2 separate regions of the Muntiacus reevesi genome follow, and region 2 is linked to region 1. The links are chromatin contacts, called in public Hi-C maps. All regions are on one chromosome and are shown on one strand. The core of a region is the stretch at or near the end of the contact, and the rest is flanking DNA. Distances in the headings are between cores, read along the strand shown.

Region 1 (6,327 bases), core at 1,074-3,573:
ACGCAACATCACTTCAGAGATCTGCCCTGGTTGGTCCCTGGCACCTAGAACACTGTTCCCCCAGATCACCAACAAAGGTCTTTCCTTCATCTCTTCAGAGGCCTTTCCAGGCTACCAAATATTCAACAGCTCCCCTAGGCTATGCCATCCATTGCACTCTCTCTACCTTATTTTTTCATAGCAACTTTCATTGCCTGGTATTTTATTTAGGGCCTACTTATTTGTTTGCATGCATGTTTCTGCACTCAATAAAGATCCCATGAGGGTGTTATACCTTTTGTTTCCTGCTGTATCCCCAGCATCTCCTATGAACCTGAACTCTGCCAACAGCCAATAAATGCTTTTTTAAAAAACTGTAGGTGTGCAACAAGTCTGAAATGGAGAAAACCTGCAAAGCCTTTTGCAGACTAATCCCAAGCCTGGCATTAGCACTCCCGGTAAATAGAAAGTCCCTTTCAGGGTCACTCACCCTCCCGGAAGCTGGCTTGAGCTTGTCGCAGACTGTGAGGAACCAGGATTCCAAACCATTTCAAAGGGTTCTGGGGAGCTGGGGAGGAGTCTTGCTCTGGGGTCCTTGGGAGACCCTTGCGCCTGCGCAGAGCTGAAGAAAGAAAGGCTGGTGGTCTCGTTATTAATACCTGGCCATCTTCTTGGCGACAATGTTAAACTCAGTCTAAGCTCAAGATCCCAGAAAATACCAACTGTTGGAAAATCCGTTTTATGTTTCGGAAAATACCTTATTACAAAGAACCACCCCCCCCCCCCCCCCCCCGCCCCGTGTCTGTCCACTCTTTTTTACTGACTGCCATAAAACCGGCAAATGACCCCCCTTGTTTACCTGTGAAAAAGGCACAGAGACTTTTGCCATTTTGCCTGAACCTGCTGAAAGGTCAGACACACCCTTCAACTCCCCATTGTCTCATGAATGATTAACTGGGATTCGAAATTTGTCCCCCTGAAACTAGCTAGACACAGAAATAAACATCTTCTGTTCAGCTGAGACTTCCCCTGACTGCAAAACAATTCTAACGGTAAAGGACCTCATCCATAACTTTCTATTCCCCCTATAAATCTAAGGCAAAAAAACCGCTCTGCATAGGGACTTCCCTGGCGATCCAGTGGTTAAGACTTTGCCTTCCAATGCAGGGGGAGCAGGTTTAATCCCTGGTTAGGGAGCCAAGATCCCACATGCCTTGCAGCCGAAAAATCAAAACATAAAGCGGAAGCAATATTGAAAAAACAACAACAACACAAAACTGCTCTACTGAGATATTCTGATCTTCAGAATTGGGGCGCGCTCTATCGCAACAGCCGAAATAATATCATCTCCTCAGACGTCCCATGCATTTTGTTTTTTATATGGGAAGGGACCCTACGGGAAGAAGAGGGGGAGCTCACCTGCCTCGCGGGACCCCACCTCCTCTGGAGTCTGGGTGCCGGCTCTCACCATCCAGAACTTCTGGAGTCCGTCCTGAGTCTCGCTACAGAACGAGAAGAGAGATTGGACCTTTGGCGGCCCTAGCCGGGCCTCTGCCCGCCCACCCGCTGCAGCATGCAAGTCTCCTCACCTGGTGTAGACGCGGACCTGGGGCTCCATGTGGGAGGCATACTGCAGGGGCCCTACTGACTTGGCACCCATGGCATAGCGCGCTTTGGAGAGCGAGAGCCAGCCCTGGGAAGAGAGAATAGAGAGGTGAAACGAAGTAACTTCCGTGCGGGTGCCAGCACGCCCTCCCGCCCTAAGCTCCCACCTCCTCCACCCGGGCGTTTAGCGCCTGCCGCTTCGCCTCCAGTTGCTCCAGGTCTCCGAGGAGCTGCAGGAGAAGAAAGTCCAGCTCGGCCCGCAGATCCCGAGAAGCCATCTGCTCGGCTGAGTCGAGAGCCGGTTCCTGACAGGTGAGTGTCCCAGTGAGTGTCCGCCGTCCTAGCAGGACAGCCAACAGGCGTGAGAGGCCCGCCCCCTCGGGGGCGTTCCTAGTCGTGGGTGGACTGTGGCTGCCTGCTTTGTGCTTTTCAGGATCAGCGCCCTCAGAGCTGCGACCCTGGAAGTGATAACCTTCGGCAGACTAGTATCCGAAGGGGACCAGCCACCCGGACAGTCGGCGAGAGCTGTGGGTATCTCCGTATCACTTCTGGAAGAGGCCGCGATTTAAATGCAGGGTTGTCGGAGTGGTGATGAAACGAGGCGTCCATTTTAAAGGAGGGGCGGCTTTAATTTCAGAATGGGCGGGTAGGCGATCATCTGGTCAATCGCTGTACAGCTTTTACAGCTGCTGGAGCCTACAGTTATGGTTATTTTAGGGGCTCCTCACCTTCAAACTGAACATTCGTCTCCTCGCGGTAGGTAGTGAAGCCTCGGGCTGTAGCCTTTATTAACTGCCGTTCTAAGCCACGTGACAGCACCTTGCCACCCTATCCTGCCTATTGGTTGCTTCAGTGAGCACGCGCTTCAGTCTGGCCAATCGCTTTGCGACTCCCACCCTCTGTTCGCCATTTTAACTTCGGGCATTGTCGGAATCAGCGGAATCCAGTGAGGTCTCTACGGACTTTTGGTTAAGGGCGGAAGCGAGGACGGCGGAAGCGAGGAGTGCGTTGCGCAAGCGGTATCCAAAGATTCTCCTGGACCCACGTGGAAGTTGCGCTCAGGATGGTAGGAGGGATGTTTTAAACTCCTGTTTTGGAGGTTGGGGAGTGGTGGAGGCTGGGGCTGTGGCCGGTGGGGTCTGGGCGTATGTTTCTGGAGCCCGCTTTGCTTGGCGAAAACCGGTGTCTGAATGGGCCCGCTGTTTTCCCAGCTGCGCCGCGAGGCCCGCCTTCGCCGCGAGTACCTGTACCGCAAGGCACGAGAGGAGGCTGAGCGAACGGCCCAGGAGAGGAAGGACAAGGTTCGGCGCGCGCTTGAGGGTACGTGTTTCCCCCGCTCTTCAATCTTTTCTAGAGACCTTAGTTTTAAAACCCAACGGGAAACAGGCCTCAATGCTGTAAAACGCGTTTGATTAGCATTTACTTGTGTTAGTGTGGTGAGTAGCTTTTCACGTATTTACTGGTCATTTCCCTTAACTGTTTGATCTTCTTCATGGTTTGCACATGTTCCTTTCAAGATGGTATGAATTGCTTGTCATTTATGTTACAGTATCCAGATTTTACAGCTTGCTTATTTTATTTACAGTGTCTTAGTTGTTGTTTAGTCGCTAAGTTACAGTGTCTAGGCCTTTCCAGATGTAAACGTTTCACGTGGTCCTATACATATTTCCCCTGCGTCGTTTCTGTTCTTGGTCCCTATTTTCACTACAAGGTAATATCTGATTGTCTTTTACTGCTGTTACAAGTCCCTTGTATTTGAAAACTGTTAATTTGTGTAGAACTTAATTTTATTTGCGTTGTAAGTTAGGAATTTAACTTTGCAATATTTTGCCCATTTGCCCTACTGTTAAGAGTCTGTCACACATGCCTGTTTGGAAATGCTTTATTTATATGTATCTTGTTGGTTCCTGTGTTGGTGGAGCTCTGTTTCCTGATAGTGCATCAACTCAATACCTCCGTTTTAAATTCACTTTGATTGTCTTAGATTTTAGGCATGTAAAGTATTGTAGTATGTGTATGTATGTTTATGTCAAGCATAATGTAAAACAGAGCTTCTCAGCGCTAGTGGTAAAAGAATCTACCGTGCTGATGCAAGAGATGTGGGTTCGAACCCGGAGTAGGAAATGGCAGCCCACTCCAGTATCCTTGCTTGGAAAATTCCAGGGACAGAGGAATCTAGCGGACTACAGCCCATGGAGCCCGTAGAGAGTCCGTTGCGACTGAGCTCCTGATGTAATGACCTGTCTGCTCACCTTAAGAAGTGAACAATGATAAATATATTGAAGTTCAGAAATATTTCCCCCAACTTAGAGAACCACAGTATTGAATATTGATTAAAAATAAGCCATTTCCTTCGTCTTCTTTTTTGCCTGTATCATGCTTGTTTGTAATATTAAATCATATTGGTTGATTTTAGGTAGTATTAGGTTTTGTATATTCTTTTGCCACCTTTTTTTTTTTGGCATCGTTTCTAAAATCCATTGAATGTAGGTGGGGCTCCTGCAGGTGCATATTCCACAGGGTCTTCATCCAGTTCACTGTGGGGAGTGGACAGCTTATTTTTAGTTTGGGTCAGCCCTGCTGCTGTGAACACTGTCTACAGTGTGCAAGAGTTTGTCCAGGGTATGTTAGAGAGAAGGGCTGGATTCAAGGACATGCTTCAAAGTGGGCATGGCCACACAGCCCAGCTCTTCTGCCAAATCTAGCTTTAGTTCACAGAGGGAACCTCTGACAGAGCATCACGACTAATGATTTTAATGTCAGAGGGTTTGAGGGTTTCCTGATCCACCTTCGTATAGAATGAGTAGTTTCCTTTTTTTTTTTTTTTTTAACATTAATTTTTTTCTGACTACACAGGGAATGCTTACTTGTGGTTAGATATTTTAGAAACCTCTCAAGTCTTGACACTCAGGACCCATAGTAAATGAAATCACCTATAAACACTCTTAACAAGGTGACATATAGCCAAAAATAAATCATTTCATTTCCACCTTCATCTCTGATTACATATCAGCTCTCTGCTCAGAGCAGAGTAAAGGGGTGTTTTTCCATCAAGTTTGTACAGTGTTGTAAAAACTGAAGGTTCTGTGCATGTCTGTCTCAACCTCTCTGTCTTCCTTCTGCAGAGAACCGCCTGATTCCCACCGAGTTACGCAGGGAAGCTCTGGCCTTACAGGGGTCCCTGGAATTTGATGATGCCGGCGGTGAAGGTGACCTTCCCTGGCTCTATGGGCCAGCTTCTCTTGCTGCACTTGAGCCCACTAACTCCCATGTCATTCCTGAGACACCTTGAAGAAAGGCTGTGAAGCGCCTGATCCTGAGATTGTCCTCCAGGCACGCTCGTGGCTGTGCACAGATGACGCCTCAGGGGCCCTCTCACCGAGTGCTCCCCGTTGTGCTCCCATGACACAGTACTACCCCACTTTGTACTTGGTCTGTTGATTGGCCTTCTCACTGGGAACGTAGGCTCTGCTAGGGCACAACAGTGTCCATTTCGTTCATTCCTGTGTCCTCCGCTACCAGGACTTCATTGGTGTCCAGATGTGTGATTCATTGCATCATTCAGCAAATATGAAAGGAATCACAGCATAAATATTTGCTGTGAGGCAAAGGAGTCTGTTACTCTTGGTCTTAACAGAGTCTGAACTTGTGCTAACATGGTAGCTGCTTGTTCCATGTGATTACCAGAGCTTAAATGAACTAAAATTAAATAGAAAGATTCAATTCCTCGATCACACTTGTGCTTGTAGCCAGTTTGACCAGGGGTCACCCTGCTGCCCAGAGCAGGTACAGAGCATTTTCATCCTTGAAGGTATTGTCAGACAGTGTTGTTCTAGGTGGATTTGACCTCCGCAAGTTAGCATTTCATTTTCCTCGGCAATATCGTGTTCTTGTGCCTCATGCTCCTAACAGGTGTGACCAGCCACGTAGATGATGAGTATCGATGGGCAGGGGTTGAAGATCCCAAGATCATGATTACTACCTCCCGAGATCCCAGTTCCCGCCTTAAGATGTTTGCAAAGGTATGACGACAGGTGTGAGTGGGAGGTGTTCAGACACTTGGAGCCCCAGTCCTAACCAGAGGGAGTTCACATGCAGGAGCTGAAGTTGGTGTTCCCTGGTGCCCAGCGCATGAACCGTGGCCGGCATGAGGTAGGAGCTCTGGTGCGAGCCTGCAAAGCCAATGGGGTCACTGACCTGCTGGTTGTCCATGAGCATCGAGGCACACCCGGTAAGGCTGGTGGGAGGGAGCTTGGTGCTGCGAGGGTGGCTGGCTAGGAGCAGAAGGTCTCTGACGGCTTTCGTGGCCCTGCCAGTGGGGCTCATTGTCAGCCACCTGCCCTTTGGCCCAACTGCGTACTTCACACTGTGCAACGTAGTCATGAGGCATGACATCCCTGACCTGGGCACTGCATCAGAGGCCAAGCCTCACCTCATCATGCATGGATTCTCCTCCCGCCTGGGTAAGCGGGTGAGTCTGAGGCCATGGGCTGGGGGCTGGGGGCTGGGGGGTTCCAGGCCAGGCGTTTGAGGCTTTTCTTCCTGCTGCCCTAGGTCTCTGACATACTCCGCTACCTGTTCCCTGTGCCCAAAGATGACAGCCACCGGGTCATCACCTTCGCCAATCAGGATGACTACATCTCCTTCCGGTGGGTCTGTTGACCCAGCTCAAGTGATGTCCTGAGCTTTATGTCGCTGTACTGTTTATTGTTCATCCTGCAGCTGCTCCCTGCCTCCCCTCAA
Region 2 (6,075 bases), core at 2,803-5,302, 250 kb before region 1:
TTATTTTGGGCAAAGATGTCTGGAGGATCTCAGTGTTCCTCCCCTATTTTGGCATGTTTATTCACTATTGGTTTTCTATTGCTGCTCTAACAAATTACCACAAACTTTGTGGTTTACAACTATACAAACTTACTATCTTATAGTTGTGAGGGTCAGAAGTCCAACACAAGTTTAACTGGGCTCAAGTCAAGATGTTGGCAGGATTACATTCCTTCTAGAGGCATTTGAGGAGACCTGTTCTCTGCCTTTTGCAGTTTCCAGAGACCATGCACATTCTTTGGCTTGTTCCCCTTTCTCCATTTTCAAAGCCAACAACATTGTTTCTCTTCTTCCACTGTCATATCTCATTCTTTGACTCTGATACCCCCACTTCCCTCTTATAAGGACCCTTGTGATTATTTTGAGCCCACCTGGACAATCCAGGATTATCTTAAGATGCTTAACTTAATCATACTCACAAGGTCCTGAGGATGAGGACTGTGGCTATCTTTGGAGGGCCATAATACTCCCCACCTGATCCACTCAACATTTCATCAAGTGAAGCAACTGTTAAAAGCCAACATCTGATGACAACCCACTCCAGTATTCTTGCCTGGGAAATCCCATGGACAGAGGAGCATGGTGGGCTACAGTCCATGGGGCTGCAAAGAGTCGGACATGACTTAGCAACCGAGCACACACACAGATGTGTACAAGGTTTGAAGGATTCTGTGCTTATTTCTTAACAGTGTCACATGCTCATTAAAATAATTAAATGTGAAAAAAGTCAACATCTGGCTTTTAATAAATATCCTAGTGTTCAACCCAAAAATTAATTTCAAGTTACTACTTTTTCAGAGAGCTCTCCCCTCTCCCTCCAACAAATGTATCAGAAAATGCCTACTACATGTGTCAGTTATCTATGGCCTTGAGTAAACTAATATTAATTGAAATATATATAATAATTATTAAAATGCTAGAGAATGTCATTATTTACTTCTTAATGAAAAAGGGTCAAATTACTAATAGGGGGTTGAGCTAAATTAAAAAGATTATCTGAAATGCTATTCTCATGTTTCTGTCTGACATCTATGGTAACAAAATCAAAATACAGGAGAGTAATTGAAGGACAATGTATATATGAGAAGTAATTTAGATTTACTAATTCATGATTGTTAAAAAATATTAATAAATCTTGCCTATACTTCTCTAACAATGACAAAAGTAGATTTTAATAGTTTTATTGAGATATGATTGACATGCAATAAACTTCATGTATATAAAATACACAATTTGGTATGCTTTAATATATATGATGTCATATGATGAAAGCATCACCACGAGCAAAACAGTGAACATACCTATCACTCTCAAAGTTTCCTTTTACCCCATTGCAAGCTATCTGCCTTCCTTGCCCCCCCTACTCCCAACCATTCATCTGCTTTCTGTTGCTATATATTACCATCCATTTCCTGGAATATTATATCAATGTATACCTCTCTTTGGTCTGGCTTCTTTCACTTATCAGAGTTACTTTGACATGCCACCATATTATAGCATGTATCAACAGTTCATTCCCTTTTATTGCTCAGTAGTATTCCATTATAAAGACATACCATAGATGTTTATCCATTCATCTATTGACAGACATCTAGATTGTTTCTATTTTTTTTATTATAAATAAAGCTGTTACTAAATGTTCATTTACGTTCAGATTACATTCATTTACATTGTATCTTTTAATGGTATATACTTTCATTTCTCTTGGATAAAATTACCTAGAAGTTGACCAGCTGGATCATTGGATCATATGGTTGGTGTATGTTTAACTTTTTAAGAAATTGCCAAACTGTTTTATAAGGAGATTGAAATATTTTACAATCCTACTAGCAGTATATGAAAAGGCATTCAACTTTTAAAGATCTCATGATCAGTGCTTGAACACTTCTGTGTATAAGGTGTGCATCATCATGCGCTGAAGAAGTTATCTGGGCATTAAGGAGCTTGTATCACATTAGCAGGGGGTATTACATATACTTATAAAAATATACCGTGCAGACATAAGTGTCAGGTGTGTGCTGAGTTCAGATAATGAATTTGAGATGAGTCTGTGAGCTAGTGATGACAGAAAGATGATTAGATGAGGCAGGATTTAATTGGTATGATAACAATACTGGCAGAAAAGAGGTGCAAGCAAATTTGTTAAGTCAAGATAGTTTCTAAGCATTTTCACTCATATGAACTAGCCACTGCTTTCATTACAGCCATCTGCCTCCTAGAGGTACCTGTTGGAATTTATTAGTTATTGCTACATAACCTCGGAGAAGGCAATGGCACCCCACTCCAGTACTCTTGCCTGGAAAATCCCATGGACAGGAGCCTGATGGGCTGCAGTCCATGGGTTTGCGAAGAGTTGGACAGGACTGAGCGACTTCACTTTCACTTTTCACTTTCATGCATTGGAGAAGGAAATGGCAACCCACTCCAGTGTTCTTGCCTGGAGAATCCCAGAGACGGGGGAGCCTGCTGGGCTGCCGTCTATGGGGTCACACGGAGTCGGACACGACTGAAGTGACTTAGCAGCAGCAGCAGCTACATACCTATTCATGTCAAAAAGAGTGGCTTAATAGAAGATTCCTTCATTCTTTCTCATGTATCTGCGGATCAACAGGACAGTTTTGTGTACCTCAACCAACTTGGCTCTATGTCTGTTCTCTGGGTCAGTTAGGTGGCTTTGCAAGGTGCTCTCTCCACCTGGTCTCCTCCTCCGAGTCCAGGCTTCTTCTCATCATGATTTAGGCTGGCAACCACCACATTTTCTTGGCTAAGGCAGAGTCGGGATGGAGTAGAACTGCAAAGCCACTCTGCAAAATGTGTGGGCACACGGATGGGTACAGAATTAGAGCCATTTTTAACAGTCTACTGCATCATTAGAGACCAGCTTGTCAACTATCTTTCAATAGTCAGTGTAATTGCTTATTTGACCATGTCCTCTAGATAGAACAGGTGAGACCAAAATAGTAAACAAAAAAGTTCCTCTGAGCCAATTCTAAAAGGACAGTTGTCTGGTTGCCAAGTTTAGGGCAGATTAAAAGCTTTTAAATTAGAAGCTGTATGGTTACCAAAATCAGAGTAGTCAGGGACTGTGCAGTCTAGATAATAGTCCAATGAGATTGCAGTCCTAAACAAGCAAATTACACTTGGCGTTTTCTGACTAAATAAGCACAGACTTCATATTAGAAAGATTCCCACCCAAAATTATTTAAATTTGGTATAATAGTGTTCCCACATCTAGTCAAAAACTGGAAAAATATCCTCAGAGGAATTGCACCTGTAACCAAGGTATTGTTTTATTAGCAGGTCTCACTCCAGATCCAGCTAACGTTGCTCTTCCTGGTTTCTAATAAATAAATGAGCCCTCTTCGTCCTTTTTTGACGAAACCATGGTCATGGGTCCCATGAACTTTCTACGTTCCGGAAGAAGCCAAGGCAGGGCAGCTTAGCAGTGGGTCTCCCGTGCATCTGAAGAAAAATAAATGTCCCAAGTGTCGGGAGGTCGGCATTATAGCAAACCGTGAACTCCTCTCCCAAAGAACGTACCGAGGAGATTCGGATTCGGTTAGTTACCGTCTGGGAAGAGAAGGCCTTACCCGGAGCCAAACTCCGCCCCGCCTCCAGCACTCGGTTTCGCCCCTTGGCCTCCTCCTACTCGCCCAGGCCTCCGGGTCTCACTCTAGTCCCGCCCCTGCCCTCTCGGAGCACCTTTTCCTAGGATAGCTTAGAGACACAGCTTCATGTGCTAACCGCGCGTGAGAATTCACCGCACACGGTACTTCTTGAGGCTGATTTGATTTGATTTTTATCACTTGGTCAGCCAACGATCCAGACCACCTTCCTCTGTCCCGCCCCTTGCTCCGGAAGGCGCGCCGGGGGCGGGGCGTTTGCCGCGCCGCACTGCGCGCGCGCGCGCTGCCTCTTGCGTCACTCGGCCGCGCCCAGGTTCTCTTTCGCTCTCTCTTTAGGTCCTGGTGGCGGCGGTGCTCGCGGCGGTGGCGGCGGCGGCGGCGGCGGCGGTGGTGGTGGTGGTGGTGGTGGGGGCGGGAGGTCGTCCGGGACAAGTTCCCCTGGGCGCTCCCCCATGGAGGAAGCGGTGCGCACGGCTGCAGCCCTGGATGCTCGCACCTCTCACTGGACGGAGACGAAGGCGGTGGCCGCGCGAACTCAGGAGAGGGTAGCCGGAGCGGCCTGTGTGGGGGTGTGAGCGGAGGTGACCCGGGCCGGATAGCGGAGGGGAAGCCGCGCGGCGGGCCTGCCAACTTCGGTGAGGTCTCCACTTTTCTTCATTTCCGGCAAGCGCGAAGGGGCTAACTGTGGGCAGGCCTGCCCCTCTTGGGTCAGGAAGGACTCTTTTCTCGGGAGACACTGAGCCACGCGTGTTCTGAGGTGGAAGTAATTTCCCCCGTAACCTGAATCGAGTAATTCCACCATTAATTGGATTGCCAATAAATCCCACGGAAACCTGGCCTGGCATTTTCGGGGCGCCTGTTCATTAAGTTCATTAAAATAGTTCCATTTTGTTATGAGTTCCAAAAGATTGTTTCAGCTACCACGGAGATAGTAACTGATAGTTGAACAAGCCTTAGATGTCATTGTAACGTTTTGAGCATGGCCTGTTTAATTTCCTAACTTTTATAAAGTCAGTGAACCCTCTCTCCCTCTCCGTACAACTGAACAAAATTCATTATACCTTTGATTTTGTGTTTGTCTCTTGAATCTCTTTTCTAGATTTTTCAACTCGTTTACTACACTCTGTTTTAGTTTTGTTTCTAGAAATTCCCTATATACCATGAACCCAGTTAGTACATTTTTTGTTAAAGTACTAACAATAAATATGAGAGAATAGAGATCTTTGTTTCATACCAGTAAGCTGTCTGTTGAAGGAGTATGTTATGCTCAGTTGAGTAGGATTTATGTTAGTTGGTAAGTAAAATGAGTATGGAGGCTAGTAGCTAAATTTTAAAAAGTGTTCAGTAACTATTCATTCTTTTTGCTACTTCTGTATTTTCTTCTTTCCAGGCTGGAGCTACTCTGCCAGGGCTTAAAACTTTAAATGAGAATAAAGGGTTTTATTTACGAGGAAATGAGAATGAATAAGTCATCTCTAACCTCTTCCAGCCTTTTATTCATAAGAGAGACCATATTAAACTTACATGTAAGTTAAAATTTTAATTTATAATTACTGTTGCTAAATAGGATTGGAACGTTAGGTTCTATAGTATTTGAAGTTACTATGTTTAAAAGTAATTAGCCCGAGGAGAGGCTGGAAAAAATTAAAGCTGTGGAAACCAAGCAGAAGTAAATAATGAGAACTCTTAGATGTGGGCAGTCTTTATAGAAGTTGAGTCCAGTGAACACTTAGGTTCCATTTCAGGCTGTGCAACTTTTATGTGATCCTCTACCTAAGATTTAACCTGTGGGAGGTTTGGTTTCTTTACCTAAAAAGTGGGGGGTAATGATAGCTTTTTCTCATTATTGTGTGGATTAGAATTAATGTGTATCAATCACCAGGATTGATAATGTGTATCAGTCACACTAGTGCCTCCAGAGGTGTTCAATAAGTGGTAGTCATTACTATTAGGGAAACATAATAATAAGAAAGAATTACACTCTTTTGAGGGTATTTCTGCTGTATGAACACACCTTGCTGTGGTATCCCACCTACCCTGGTTCAGTTTTCGTTTAGTCTCTAAATGGCGTTGGACTCTTTTGCTACTGCATGAACTGTAGCCTGCCAGGCTCCCCTGTCCGCAGTATTTCCCAGGCAAGGATACTACAGTGGGTTGCCATCTCCTTCTCTAGGGGATCTTTCTGAGCCAGGGGTCGAGCCCGCATCTCTTGCTAGACAGGTCAGTTCTTTCCCACTGAGCCGCCTGGGAAGCCCTCTGACTCAGTTGGTGTCAGTTACATCAGCCTTTCTTTCCCTAAGAAACAGTGTGCTTGCTCCTGCCTTGGTGCCTTTGCTCTCGCTTCTTTCTGTGCTGTGTTCTTTTACTGTTTCTTTCAAGCCTCTGTGCAGTGTTACATTCTCCAGTAGGC

Evidence for each region. A called contact is a pair of places that touch in the nucleus more often than the background predicts.
Region 2: a Hi-C map of blood shows a contact between it and region 1, with 4 times the contacts expected there. The contact joins the promoter of NIPA2 here to the promoter of IMP4 in region 1. A contact is called at or near these places in 2 of 3 Hi-C or Micro-C datasets (blood and muscle).

The regions. Positions count from the first base shown.
Region 1 is chr3:267,686,018-267,692,344 of mMunRee1.1, reverse strand. It overlaps IMP4 (IMP U3 small nucleolar ribonucleoprotein 4), which reads left to right and starts at 2,323. Exons shown (of 9, transcript XM_065931998.1): 1 at 2,323-2,650; 2 at 2,796-2,904; 3 at 4,710-4,793; 4 at 5,497-5,606; 5 at 5,683-5,815; 6 at 5,901-6,055; 7 at 6,139-6,233. The coding sequence starts at 2,648. It overlaps CCDC115 (coiled-coil domain containing 115), which reads right to left and starts at 2,394. Exons shown (of 5, transcript XM_065932001.1): 1 at 2,313-2,394; 2 at 1,569-1,672; 3 at 1,399-1,481; 4 at 470-616. The coding sequence starts at 2,327.
Region 2 is chr3:267,935,264-267,941,338 of mMunRee1.1, reverse strand. It overlaps NIPA2 (NIPA magnesium transporter 2), which reads left to right and starts at 4,052. Exons shown (of 6, transcript XM_065932013.1): 1 at 4,052-4,300.